Regions from separate parts of the Sus scrofa genome. Here region 2 is linked to region 1. The links are chromatin contacts, called in public Hi-C maps. All regions are on one chromosome and are shown on one strand. The core of a region is the stretch at or near the end of the contact, and the rest is flanking DNA. Distances in the headings are between cores, read along the strand shown.

Region 1 (6,596 bases), core at 1,856-4,355:
TGATGCTCAAGTTCCATAGTCAGCTCTCTGTATCCAGTGGTTCCACATCTGCAGCTTCACCAACCTCTGATGGTAAACATAGCACGGGATTCACAGTTGGTTGAATCTGTGGATGCAGAACCCATGTAATACCTAATATGATTTGAGATGCCCCTGTTGAACAATAAAAAATTGATGTCCTTTGTTTCTGGTTCCTGGGAGGGAGAAAGACCCTAAATCCTTGGCATTTCCTGAGTAATAGGAGTATCTTTGTTATTCGTGAGACCCTTGGATCATACCTGAGTTTATGCTAATGAAATGACTTTGGATGAAAGGCTGGTCACCAGAAAGATACCCATGTGATTAAAGGGTTGGGGCTTTAAGCCAGACCAACCTTCAGGGAGGTAAGGGGGCCTGAACTGAATTCAATCGTGTGGCCAATGATTCAATCAGTCATGTCTACATGTGAAAACACTGGACACTGATTTTGAGGGAGCTTCCTGGCTGGTGAATGAGACCAATACTGGGAACGTGATGTCCCCTGATCCCACAGGGAGAGCACATGGCAGCTCTGTGTTTGGGACCCTCCCAAACTTTTCCCTACATGTCTTTTCATTTCTCTGGTCCTCCTAATTTGTATCCTTTACTGTAATTGAAAGTATGGCATTTTCCTGAATTCTGTGAGTTGTTCTAGCAAGTTATCAAATCTGAGGAGGTGTCATGGGAACACCTCAGATTTGTAGCCATTTGGAGCAAGTGGCCTGGGGACCCCCAAACTTGTGCCTGGCATGTGAAGTAAGGGCGTCTTGTTGGGGACTGTGTCGTTAACTTGGGCATCTGACACTTAACTCTGGGCGACTGTATCAGAATCACGCTGCGGTATTCCAGTCCCTATACATCTACACTCGTGTCATTCCCTTGCCAGGGCCTTGCTGGGATGTTCACGTCTGCATGATTTCATAAAGGTTAGAGGCCAAGGGAGGGCAGATTTACCCAAAGAATCAAATTCCAATGCCTTCTAATATACATCCCTGAATTTTTACAATTTCTTGCTTGTTGATTATCTGCCCTAGCTTTTGTTTCTCTGATTTTACTAGATTATCCAGATTTTGGCAAATGCTCATGATATAACTGCATGAGTCTAACCTATATACCTTCAGGATACATTTCCTGCTGCCTCCATTTTTCCTCAGAATGTCCTTAGTTGTGTGTGTTTGCGTGTGTGTGTGATGGTCATCAATCTGAGTTTTCATCAGAGGTTTGCCATCTTGATGTTTCCTTTACACAAGCAAAGCAGCGAATGGATTCTACAGAACAAATCAGTGAGTGACTATTGTGCAATACAGATCCCTGCTACAAGTTCAAATATACATCGCTTAAATTCTCTGAACTGGAGAGAACATTTTACTTTCCCACTGTCATTTTGTGCTGGGACAAACTGCTTCTCTAGACTGTCTTTAACTGAGCTGCAAAGGCTACCCACCCCACCACAGATTCTCATTGTGCTGAGGATTCATGTATCACTGGCACTTCCCGTCTCTCACACACAGCAATACTTCTCAGCAGTGGTCACAGCCTGAGATAGTTCCTTTCTCGCTAGGGCCTCCTTTCTCGCCTCGCAGATTTTCTTCAGCTGATTCTCACCATGGCTTTAGTTGACTGCTGGCTTCTTGCTACCCAGCAGCCAGGGTGGTACAATGATGCAATAATCAACCACATTTCCAATTTTGTTTTAGCTTGTTCAAGAGCAAAGCAATCATTACCTCCAGGTCCTGGAGGGGGGCTTAACTACCTTATTTAATTTTATGAGAACGTTTATGGGAAAAGGGGCCAGATCTGATCTATGTCCTTCTGAGCAGAATTGAAGGCCACCCACCCTCTGCTACTATATAATTATCTGCATTACATAAAAAAGGAGAAAAACTGTTTATACCCTGGAATCTTACTTCAAAGGGGTTCTTCTGGTGGAAATGTGATGAATAATGTTACTGCCCCAGGATGACAAAGGATAGTGCTGACACCCGGTAGCCTTGTGATGTGTGTCATATTTTAGATTATAAATATAAGTGATGTCTTTCTCTTTCTTTTTTTTTTTTTTTGTCTTTTTGTTGTTGTTGTTGTTGTTGTTGTTGCTATTTCTTGGGCCGCTCCTGCGGCATATGGAGGTTCCCAGGCTAGGGGTTGAATCGGAGCTGTAGCCACTGGCCTACGCCAGAGCCACAGCAACGTGGGATCCGAGTCGCGTCTGCAACTTACACCACAGCTCACGGCAACGCCGGATCGTTAACCCACTGAGCAAGGGCAGGGACCGAACCCGCAACCTCATGGTTCCTAGTCGGATTCGTTAACCACTGCGCCACGACGGGAACTCCCAGATGTCTTTCTCTTTCTGACGTACTTCACTTAGTATGAACATCTCTAGGTCCATCCATGTTGCTGCAAATGGCATTATTTCATTCTTTTTCATGGCCGAGTAGTATTCCATTATACATGTACCATATCTTCTTTATCCATTCATCTGTCCATACATGGAACTTAGATTGTTTCCTTGTCTTGGGTATTGTGAATAGTGCTGTAATGAACATAGGGGTGTGTTATCTTTTTGAATTATAATTTTGTCTAGGTGCATGCCCAGGAGTGGGATTGCTTGATCATGCAGAAAAAAGATTAGAAATTTTTAAAAATCCATACACAATTTATTAAAATCAAAGACTACAGAGAGAAGATATTCAGTAAGTGAGAAATAAAGGACGTGCATCAAAAATAGTTGGGTTTTATTTTTCTGAGCCAGCCCCTCCCTTGTTTCCATGCCCTTCTTTATATTAAAAAAAAAATTCAGACTTTGGAGACATTTCACAAAAATCCTGCCAAGGAAAATACCAAGAATTCAATGGGCACAGGAGCCCACAATGCAATAAAGAGAAAGCCACAAAATGTTTTGGATGGCTTTAAAAGTATGTTACATTTATCATTGTTGATTATAAAATGTGCATGAAATATCACATTCCTAATGTTTTCCTCAACCAAATGGAATCTGCTCTGTGTTCCAAACTGCTAGACTGTGAGGAAATTCAACCCTAGTCATTAGTGGGGCTCCCTCCTCCCTTCATGAGATCATAAAACATCAGGGGTTTATTCAGTGCCAGAAAAGCTGAGAGCAAGGCCAGGTCCTTAGTAACCAGTGGTGGCTGTCACAGCTCAGGCTTGCTATAATAAAATACCACAGACCAGGTGGCCTAAACAGCAAACATTTCTTTCTCACAGTTCTGGAGGCCCAGAAGTCTTAGAACGAGGGGCTAGAAGATTCAGTGTCTGGTAAGAGTTCTCTTCCTTGTTTCCAGATGGCCAGCTTCTCTCTGCATCCTCACATGACAGAGACAGAGGAGGGATCTGGTCTTTTCCTCTTCTTATCAGGGCACTAATTCTACCACTGGGGTCCCACCTCATGACCTCACCTAAACCTAACTACCTTCCAAAGACTCCACCCCCAAATACCATCACGTTGGGGATTAGGGCTTTGACATATGAATTTAGGGGTGATACAAACACTCCATCCATAGCAGCAGCCATGGTTTCCATTGATCCCTCTTCTTTCAGAGGTTTCTGTCAAACCCTGGTGTCCTCTGGATCAGGCACTGCCCCTTATGGATGTCCATATCACTGACCACAGAGTTCCCCTGGGGTACCATGTCCTGTGTCCCTAGTGGAGAGAAACCATGTCCGGCCTCTCTGGGCTTTGTCCAGCCATCTTTCAGCCTAGGTATGCCCTGGGAAAAATCAGAAGCCTGAGTCTCCACTACTCATTGAGCAGAAGGTACCAAATTTCCAGGTCCCAGAGAATCTCAACCTCCGCTAAGCACATACCCACAACCCACTTCTGTCTCAGCCTAGATGTTTATACATGACCCTAACACCAACACTCACCCACCCTCTCCATATCCAAAACAGAAGCTCAGAAATGAGAACAAAAACTTCATAACCTTCTCAGTGAGGGAAATACACATAGAGCAACAAGAACAAAACAAAAAATAATTCCATAATAAATTATCCTGCCACAAGCCTGACAGCTAAAAGAATTCTAATGAAATGAAGATTTGGCAAATACTGTAGCCACACTGGCAAAGTAAGTTAATGAGATGGATTCTTACAGAGCTCATCATGGACACGAAGGCTGTGGACTAGGTAAAGATTCAGCTGTTCCTGTTACCTATCGCTGCATAACCACTCCAAACCTAGTGGCTTAAAACCACTCACTGCATAACTACTTCAAACCTAGTGGCTTAAAGTTAGTGACTTTGTCAGTTCGCAAGTCTACTCCTATTGATATCAACTGGGGTCACTCAGGGCCATCATTTGGCAGATGAGCTAGTCTAAAGAGTCCAGGACGGGAGTTCCTGTTGTGGCTCAGTGGTTAACGAATCCCACTAGAAACCATGAGGTTGCAGGTTCGATTCCTGGCTTTGCTCAGGAGGTTAAGGATATGGTGTTGCCGTGAGCTGTGGTGTAGGTTGCAGACGCAGCTCGGATCCTGTGTTGCTGTGACTCTGGCGTAGGCCGGTGTTTACAGCTCCAATTAGACTCCTAGCCTGGGAACCTCCATGTGCCTCGGGAAGCAGCCCTAGAAAAATGCAAAAAGACAAAAAAAAAAAAAAAAAAAAAGAAAAAGAGTCCAGGACAGTTTCCCTTACACCTCTGTCTCCTTGGTGGGGACAGCTGGGCTCTGCTGGTGGTTGACCCCAGGGCTGGACACGGCTGTTCCATCATACAGTCTCGGGGAATTTGGACTTCCTGCATGGTGGCTCAGGGCTCCCAGAGAGTGTTCCAAGAGATAAAAAGTAGAAGTTGCCTAAGTCTGGAAAGTGGCTCAGCATCAGCTCCACCAATTTTTGTTGATCAAAAAGCCACAGAGGGAGTTCCCGATGTGGTTCAGCAGATAAAGAATCCGACTAGTATCCATGAGGAGGTGGGTTTGATCCCTGGCCTCACTCAGTGGGTCAGGGCTCTGGCGTTGCTGTGAGCTGTGGTGTAGTTTGCAGATGCAGCTCAGATCCCTCGTTGCTATGGCTGTGGTGTAAGCCAACAGTTGCAGCTCCATTCGACCCCTAGCCTGGGAATTTCCATGCCACGTGTACAGCCCTAAAAAAAGAGGAAAAAAAGCCTCAGAATTCATCTAAATTCAAGGGGACCCCACTTCTCAATGGGACAAACAGCAAAGGATTGGTGGCTGTCTTTAATCTCCAGGTGACTCCAGGTGAGTTGGGACCTGCCTTAGCAGTGATGCCTCTGAAACCGAGGGCTCTGGAGACAATACCAAGAACACCTCAAACTTGATCAACAGTGTCTGTCTGGTTGATGTGAGAAACCCACAGGTCTCACTGCTGGATTGACAGAGGCTAATGCTCATACTCAAGAGTCCAGCTAGTATTTAATGAAAGAGGCAGCAAACGGAGGGCTCACAATAACACAAACCCATCTAATCTATTTCAGTTTTTGCGGAAGCTGAAAAATGCATGAGATCAATTCAGGATGCCATTAAACAGGTGATCGAAAAAAAATTGATTCATAGAAGATGTCAGGAGCGACAAAGCAGAAAGTCCTTCATAATTTACATTCTGCCCCGCCTCCCCTCCTCTCAATAAGAAAAGAACAAAGATCCCATGAGGAGGGCACCAAGCACAGTGGGCACTGAAATAATAGAAGACTGTTTCCACCCCTTACTCCATTTTGTAGTCTCATTTTCTTACAGTTAAATCTTTTAAAAAATATACACAGGAGTTCCCGTTGTGGCTCAGTGGTTAACAAATCCGACAAGGAACCATGAGGTTGCTTGGATCCTAAGTTGCTGCGGCTCTGGCGCAGGCCAGCGGCTATAGCTCCAATCAGACCCCTAGCCTGGGAACCTCCATATGCCGCAGGTGCGGCTCTAGAAAAGACAAAAAAAAAATTAAAAAATAAAAAATATACACAAATATAACATCCATACAGAAAAGCACACATTTACCAATAAACTGAGCACATCCATGCTACCAGCACCTAGATAAAAGAGGAGAACATTCCCAGGATGCCAGGGGGTACCCCTCGTGTCTCCTTTTAGTCACTACCCTCCCCAAAGAGTAACCACTCTCCTGACCTCTACAGTTTTGCCTGGACTTGAGCTTTTTATAAGTGGAATCATACACTATGTGCCCTTTTGCACCTGGCCTCTTCCCCTTGACTTGTCTCACGTGGTGTCACGTGGGGCTCTAGGAAGATTTGTTTTCTTCACCGAGAAGTATCCACCGCATGAGTCTGCTCCAGCTTTCCTCCCCTGTGGAAAGGTATAGGGTGGTTTCCTGTTTGGGCTACAGCATGTTCCGTGGGGGACCAGCTCTCTCCCGCCTCTGGCTGAGGCACAGGCTCAGCTGTGAGGCCTCTAAGGCCTCTGAGGCCTCACCCTGTGGGCAGCTCCACTCGGTGCCTCCCTCTCAGGGGCTGCAGACTCACAGAAGCAAGACAGAGGTCTCTCTCTGATGCCACAGATCTTTCTGCCATTTCTGCCCCTTCACCAGGGCTCAGCCCAAGGACCCCATTCTTTAGGACCCACAAGTGTCCACAGCCTCATCCTTCTGCCTTCCAGT
Region 2 (6,596 bases), core at 2,350-4,849, 160 kb before region 1:
ACGAAAGTCCCCTCCAACCCATAATCCTTTTTTTAAGGACTGGGTCTCATCTACTCTCAGGTTTGGTTTGGTTTTGTTTTGCTTTTTAAGGCCGCACTCGCGGCATATGGAGGCTCCCAGACTAGGGGTCCAATAGGAGCTGTAGCTGCCAGCCTACACGACAGCCACAGTAACGCCAGATCCCAGCTGCGACTGCGACCTACACCACAGCTCAGGACAACGCCGGAACCTTAACCAACGAGCGAGGCCAGGGATCCCACCTGCAACCTCATGGCTCCTAGTCGGATTCATTTCTCCTGAGCCACTACGGGAACTCTTACCCTCATGTTTCTTTCGCTCTAATAAATGAGAGACAGCATACTGAACCCGCATCGTGGAGCCACTCAGATTTCTCCTCTAGGCAGAGAACGTGGGACAAAGAGCGCACATCTTTACCTTCTGCAGAGCCCTAGGTCCACGAACTCATTTAATCCTGGGGAGGAGCCCCGCCCCCTCCCCGCCCCTCCCCCCACGCATGCTCCAAGCCCAAGGGGCAGTCCATTCGCAGAACCTTCTGGTATCGGGCGGGCTTGAGGAAGGCGCTGTGGCCTTAAGGCCCCAGGACCCGCAACACCGAGACTGTAGAAAGTTACCGCTAAGGAGACAGGATGCAGCGCGCAGCGGCCCGGAGCCGGGTCTACTGACTTCCCTTTCTCCCCGATTCACACCTTCCGAGGCCAGGCCACCTCCCAGACTTCTTCCCCAAACCCACGCCAGTCTCCAAACCTAAGAAGCAGCTACAGCCGCCGCCGTGCTTCTCCCTGCGGAGCTTTTGCTCTCGGGCCACGTGTAGCGAGGGCATTCGGGGCCTCGCGGGCCTAGCACGCGGAGGGCCGGCAGCCGCTCGGGGAGCTGGGCCGCTGGGTGGCGCTGTTCCTTCTCCGGAACTAACACCCCCACCCCCACCCCCCGCGCCGGGGGCTTTGCTCAGGGTTTCGTCCGCCCTCCCGCCCAGCGCCCTTCCTTGGCCACTTGCTTCTCCTTCCCCGCCGCTGCCTCTTCCTTCTCGCTTGCCCTCCTCACGCTCCTTTTCTGTCCTTCGACTCTCACCCTCAGCAGCTGAAGGGTTTAGCTTCTGGACCTCTGCAGGACCTGGGGATTTTACCTTCTCTGTGGCGGCTTCTCAGGGAGCCTGTCGCCGCGGCTGGGCTGTGAGGCCTCCTCCTCGAAGTCACTGACAGAGGCCGGAACAGGGCCGCCTCCCAGCTCGGACCTGCTGCCTCCCTCGGGGTCCACGCAGCACGAAGACGCGTGCTTGTGGGTTGAACACACACGGTTGAGTTCCTGTGCTTTTGTGTGCCCATCTTCTTCAGTGCATCTGTGCCCAAGGGGCTTCGTCCACGAAAAAGAAGTGGATTCCTCTCAGGGCCCGGAATATACTGTTTCTTCTGTTTTAATGAAGTGAGAAATCCCTCATTAAAAACAATCCAGATAAACTTCTTTAATAACCAGCTGCGTTGGCCCTTAGCTCCCTCCCTGCTGAGGGCTGAGGGCCGCGGTCCCCGGATTACAATCTAACAGCTATCAGTTCTGCTTTCTTTGGTGACAGTCTGCCGGGACATTTCCTTTTTTTGACTTCTCGGTGATTCTTAGCTCTTCACAAGCAAACTAGACCAGGAAACTCCAGCATCTTGTGCCACAAGCATTGGCTTGAATTGGACTCAAAACACTTCCTCTTCAAAGGGCAGCACTCTGAAAAGTATGAACCTATTTTATTAGTCGTGATGGAAAGAGCTTTTTGGGGTTTCAAGTCTACCTGAGTAAAAAAGCACACTGATTCCTGGTTTTAATGCCATCCTGTGGTACCTGAGATGCTCTCATTGGGGTAAGCTGGGAGATGGTTGCATGGGACATCTCTACTTTTTTTTGCCATATTCTGTGTGTGAGTCTAGAATTATTGCAAAAAGAAAAGAGAAGGGGGAGAGGGGAGCCGGGGGGGAGGGGAAGGGGGGGGAAGGGAGGAGGGGACGAGAAGGGGAAAAAAAGAGGAGAAAGAGGAGGGACATTAAAAACTATGTCCTGGAGTTCCCTTCATGGCGCAGTGGTTAACGAATCCAACTAGGAACCATGAGGTTTTGGGTTCGGTCCCTGGCCTTGCTCAGTGGGTTAAGGATCCGGCGTTGCCGTGAGCTGTGGTGTAGGTTGCAGACAGGGCTTGGATTGTGCGTTGCTGTGGCTCTGGTGTAGGCCGGTGGCTACGGCTCCGATTCGACCCCCAGCCTGGGAATTCCCATGGGCTGCGGAAGCAGCCCTAGAAAAGGCAAAAAGAAAAACAAACAAACAAACAAAAAAAACATGTCCTGGAGTTCCCGTCATGGCTCAGAGGAAATGAACCTGCCTAGCATCCATGAGGACTGGGGTTTGATCCCTGGCCTTGCTGAGTGGGTTAAGGATCCGGCTTTGTGGTGAGCTGTGGTGTAGGTCGAGGATGCAGCTTGGATCCCATGTTGCTGTAGCTGTGGTGTAGGCCGGCAGCTGTAGCTCTGATTCAACCCCTAGCCTGGGAACCTCCATGTGTGGTGGGTGCGGCCCTAAAAAGACAGGAGTTCCCGTCGTGGCTCAGTGGTTAACGAATCTGACTAGGAACCATGGGGTTTCGGGTTTGATCCCTGGCCTTGCTCAGTGGATTAAAGATCCAGCATTGCCATGAGCTGTGGTGTAGGTTGCAGACTTGGCTCAGATCGCATTGCTGTGGCTCTGGTGTAGGCCAGTGGCTATAGCTCCGATTCACCCCCTAGCCTGGGAACCTCCCTATGCCGCGGGAGCGGCCCAAGAAATGGCAAAAAGACAAAAAAAAAAAAAAAAAAACCCCAAAAAAACAAAAGGTTGAAAAAATATGTACTCGATGATGGAGTTCCTGCTGTGGTGCAGGGGGATTGGTGGTGTCTCTGGAGCACTGGGACACAGGTTTGATCACCAGCCGGGCACAATGGGTTAAGGATCAGGTGTTGCCTGAAAAAAAAGACATTCTAGGAATAGGGACTCTCCTTATTCCTGGGGTTTTGGCTCCAACTCTGTTGCGGCTTCCTACCTTAGTGAACTGGATTAGTGAACATGTGTGATCACAATGACTCTGCCTAGACAAGAGGCAGGGGTGTGTAGAAGCCTGCCCAGCCTCCCTGTCACATGTCCCAGGAGCCTTTCACTCTTGGGCCTCCAAAAGAGGGTGGAAGTGTCCCCTCACCAGCAGAGGGGTCAATGAGTAATTCGTATTAAAGGAGTGATTTTGCCTGGAGTGTCTGTCACATGTATCGCCCTCAGGACCCCAGCAGGGCTATTGCAGCTGGCAGGTGGCTGATGGAGGATTTAGGATTAGCATCTTGATTACATCATCTTTGAAGACTTGACTAACATCTGGCATTGTCTGGAAGATGGCATGGAGGAGGGTATACCCGCAGATCCCTGGCAGTTGGAGAGCTGAGTCACTTGAGAGTCTGAAAGTTCAAGAGCAGCTGCAGTGTTGGGCAAAAGCCAAGATTGAGGGAGACTGAAAATATATTGAATTTCCCAGGCTCCCTGGGGCATAGGCTTATTTGTGACCGCAGCAGCCTCCTGGGCACGAGGCTAAGGAAGGCTTGGGTTTCTTTAGGGGAGTGAGAAATCGGAGAGCAGAGCCACAGATGGGGCAGTGGAGAATGTAGGACCTGGAAATTTACTTGAGTGTCTGCTTGAAATGCAAGGTCCTGTGTTTCCAAAAAAGTGTAAAGATGCCAAACTCAGGATACCAGGGGAAGGGATAAATGAAGACAGTCTGTAATATGTTGGAGGGAAAAACTGAGTGACTTATACATGTGTGTGAGGTGTCCCTGTTAGACATTTGTAAATTTTCCTCCATGTGGGAATGTTTCAGATGCTGCTTTTAAAGAAATGACATAGTCTGCATGGCTGGTGGAGTTTATTTTTAAAACCCTGTCCAGCCCTTAGTGCTTTACCATGTATTATTCCCCAATGTGTTTTTGCTTTTTTAAAAAAAACATTTAAAATTTTTACCAAACTTATATATGTATATAATTTTAAAAGGCAAAAATATCCCTACAAGACTTATAACAAGAAGCCGTGGTCTTTACACCACTTTTCCAATCTCTAATTCTCTTTTCCTAGATGCAAACATTTCTATGCTCCATTTGCTTTTATCTTCCTATTTTTTATTTTTTATTATTATTATTTTGGTCTTTTCTAGGGCCGCACCTGTGGCATATGGAGGTTCCCAGGCTAGAGGTCTAATCGGATCTGTAGCCGCCGGCCTACGCCAGAGCCTCAGCAATGTGGGATCCGCAACCTACACCACAGCTCACAGCAACGCTGGATCCCCAACCCACTGAGCAAGGCCAGGGATCAAACCCCAAACCTCATGCTTCCTAGTCGGATTCATTAACCACTGCGCCATGACGGGAACTCCTCTTCCTATTTTTTAAATAACAAGTTGTATCAGCCAGGGTTGAGTGCAGGAAATAGAGATTATGCTAGATATATTAAGCAGGAAGTGATTTTACAAAGGCTGTTAGGAGCTTTTGAAATCTTTAGAAGGGCTAAAGGAGGAGGTACCCACCTGAGCCTTATGGAATGATAGCTAGAATAATATAGTTTATTAGGTGTTCCTTTGATGGCTTGCTTATAAATTTATCACTAATTTGTCATCAGATTCCCCTTCAACAGTGTAGTTTTCCTCTCCATTCAAATACATGATAATCAATTTCATTTTTTTCTTGGACATAGCCTTTGGTGGCCAGGTAAGGGAATTACCTTTATTCCTGAGGTTTTGGCCTCAATCTCCTGTTTCATTCTGGACCTGTGGATCCCTAGGTGACCCATATGGCTTCCTCTTGGGATGTCCCTTTAACACACACACACACACAAAACGATGGTGCCAATTATTTTGGGTTATGTACATACAACAATGTTGCTTAACACCCGAAGGTGACAAGAAAAGCTCTGAAACTTTCTTGACCTAGGGAGAGGAAAGACAGCTTTCCATGGACACTGTTTCCACAGCTGCATTGCTGTCTTAACTGTCATATAGTTTGATGGATGGTGCTATGAGAAAAATATAGCTTTTTCTTGATTTGACATTGTTCTAGCAGGACAGGCAGTAATAGCCACACTTAATAAATGGATAAACTAAGGCTGAGAGAGTTTATACATTCTTTTAAGGGGCAGAACTATATTAGAACTCAGGTTTTCTGACTTTTTCTTTTCTGGTGTGTGTGTTTACTCTGTAACTCATCCACAGTTAAAAAAAAAAAAAAAAAAGACTGACGGGGACTTCCCATTGTCTCGGTGGAAAAGAGTCTGACTAGTATCCACGAGGACATGCAGGTTTGATCCCTGGCCTCACTGAGTGGGTTAAGGACCTGGCATTGCCATGAGCTGTGTGATGTAGGTCACAGACATGGCTCAGATCCCACATTGCTATGGCTGTGGTGTAGGCCAGAGGCTATAGCTCCGATTGGACCCCTAGCCTGGGAACCTCCATGTGCAGCGGTTGCGACCCTAAAAAGACCAAAAAAAAAAAAAAAAAAAAAAAAAAGATAGAGTTCCTGCTGTGGCACAATGGGATTGGTGGCATCTTGGGAGTGCTGGGACACAGGTTTGATCCCCGGCCTGGCACAGTGGGTTAAGGATCCAGTGTTGCCTCAGCTGTGGTTTAGGTCACAACTGCAGCTCAGATCTGATCCTTGGCCTGGGAACTCCATATGCTGCTGGGTGTCCAAAAAAGGGAAAAAAAAAAAAAAAAAAAAAAAAGAATGACTCACAGAATGTTAATGTGGCAAAAATCATCAGAAATCCTCCAACTGCTAGAACAAAACCCCCTCAAAGATAGGACACTGCTCGCTACTGAAACCTCAGTGCGAAGTCAATGCCTGTTCCTGAGTTGGCACTTAATAAATGTGTAGAATGAATGGATGGGTGAAAGAATGAATGGTGTAGCTGTTTATAAGTGAGGAAACAAAGCTCCAGAAATGTTGACTTGTCAAAGTCACTTACCATATTTTGTAAATTACTAGACATGTGTGGATATATGCTGTGCTCATTGCCCCAGCAAGTGCAAGACAGGGGTGTGACACTGTGAGACATAAGCCAACTTCCCTTGATCAATTTCCAAGAGGCTCCTGGCTCAGATGGCCACTACCCAGCTGTTGCCACTAGAGGGCTCATCAAGACCTTTCATCAGGAAGATACAGGCAGTATGGGAACCTCTTTTTGCCCTTTGTTGCCATGGATACTGTTTCCACGGTTGCTTTGACCTTTGACTGGCTTTGCCCCCCCATTGTCACATTATCTCTTTTGCTACATGGAATATATATTTGGGTTATATTTTCATTCCTGTCAATTCAACAATTTTACCACATCCAAATTTTTCTAATGCCAATTTTCATCAATCCTGACATTTATGGTATCTGTTTGACTTTACTAGTGAGTTCTGCTTTTTCCAATACTTGCAGCTCTGTGATCCAGTATCCAACACAGCATTATACCTCAGCTCCATTCAATGGGGTGTCAACTGCAAGCAGCTAAACACGAGCAATGAATACTAATTAGAACGGGGAAGAATGGGT

Evidence for each region. Hi-C and Micro-C count contacts between places; a contact is called where the count stands out from the background.
Region 2: a contact with region 1 is called in a Hi-C map of skeletal muscle, with 7 times the contacts expected there. The contact joins two enhancer-like sites. A contact is called at or near these places in 9 of 47 Hi-C or Micro-C datasets (embryonic fibroblasts, epiblast stem cells, fetal skeletal muscle and 6 more) and 1 of 2 datasets of contacts at active chromatin or transcription factors (skeletal muscle).

What each region holds. Positions count from the first base shown.
Region 1 is chr7:23,339,335-23,345,930 of Sscrofa11.1, reverse strand. LOC102164321 (a long non-coding RNA gene) reads right to left here. Exons shown (of 3, transcript XR_001297781.2): 2 at 1-106. Among named protein-coding and RNA genes, the nearest start is that of DDR1, 38 kb to the left of the region's middle. Within about 2 kb of position 3,105, at least 19 of the 83 cell types and tissues checked have an H3K27ac peak or open chromatin away from gene starts, as enhancers often do. A contact at or near this core is called in skeletal muscle, where this site is marked.
Region 2 is chr7:23,496,179-23,502,774 of Sscrofa11.1, reverse strand. No RefSeq gene overlaps it. Among named protein-coding and RNA genes, the nearest start is that of C7H6orf15, 17 kb to the left of the region's middle. Within about 2 kb of position 3,599, at least 5 of the 83 cell types and tissues checked have an H3K27ac peak or open chromatin away from gene starts, as enhancers often do. A contact at or near this core is called in skeletal muscle, where this site is marked.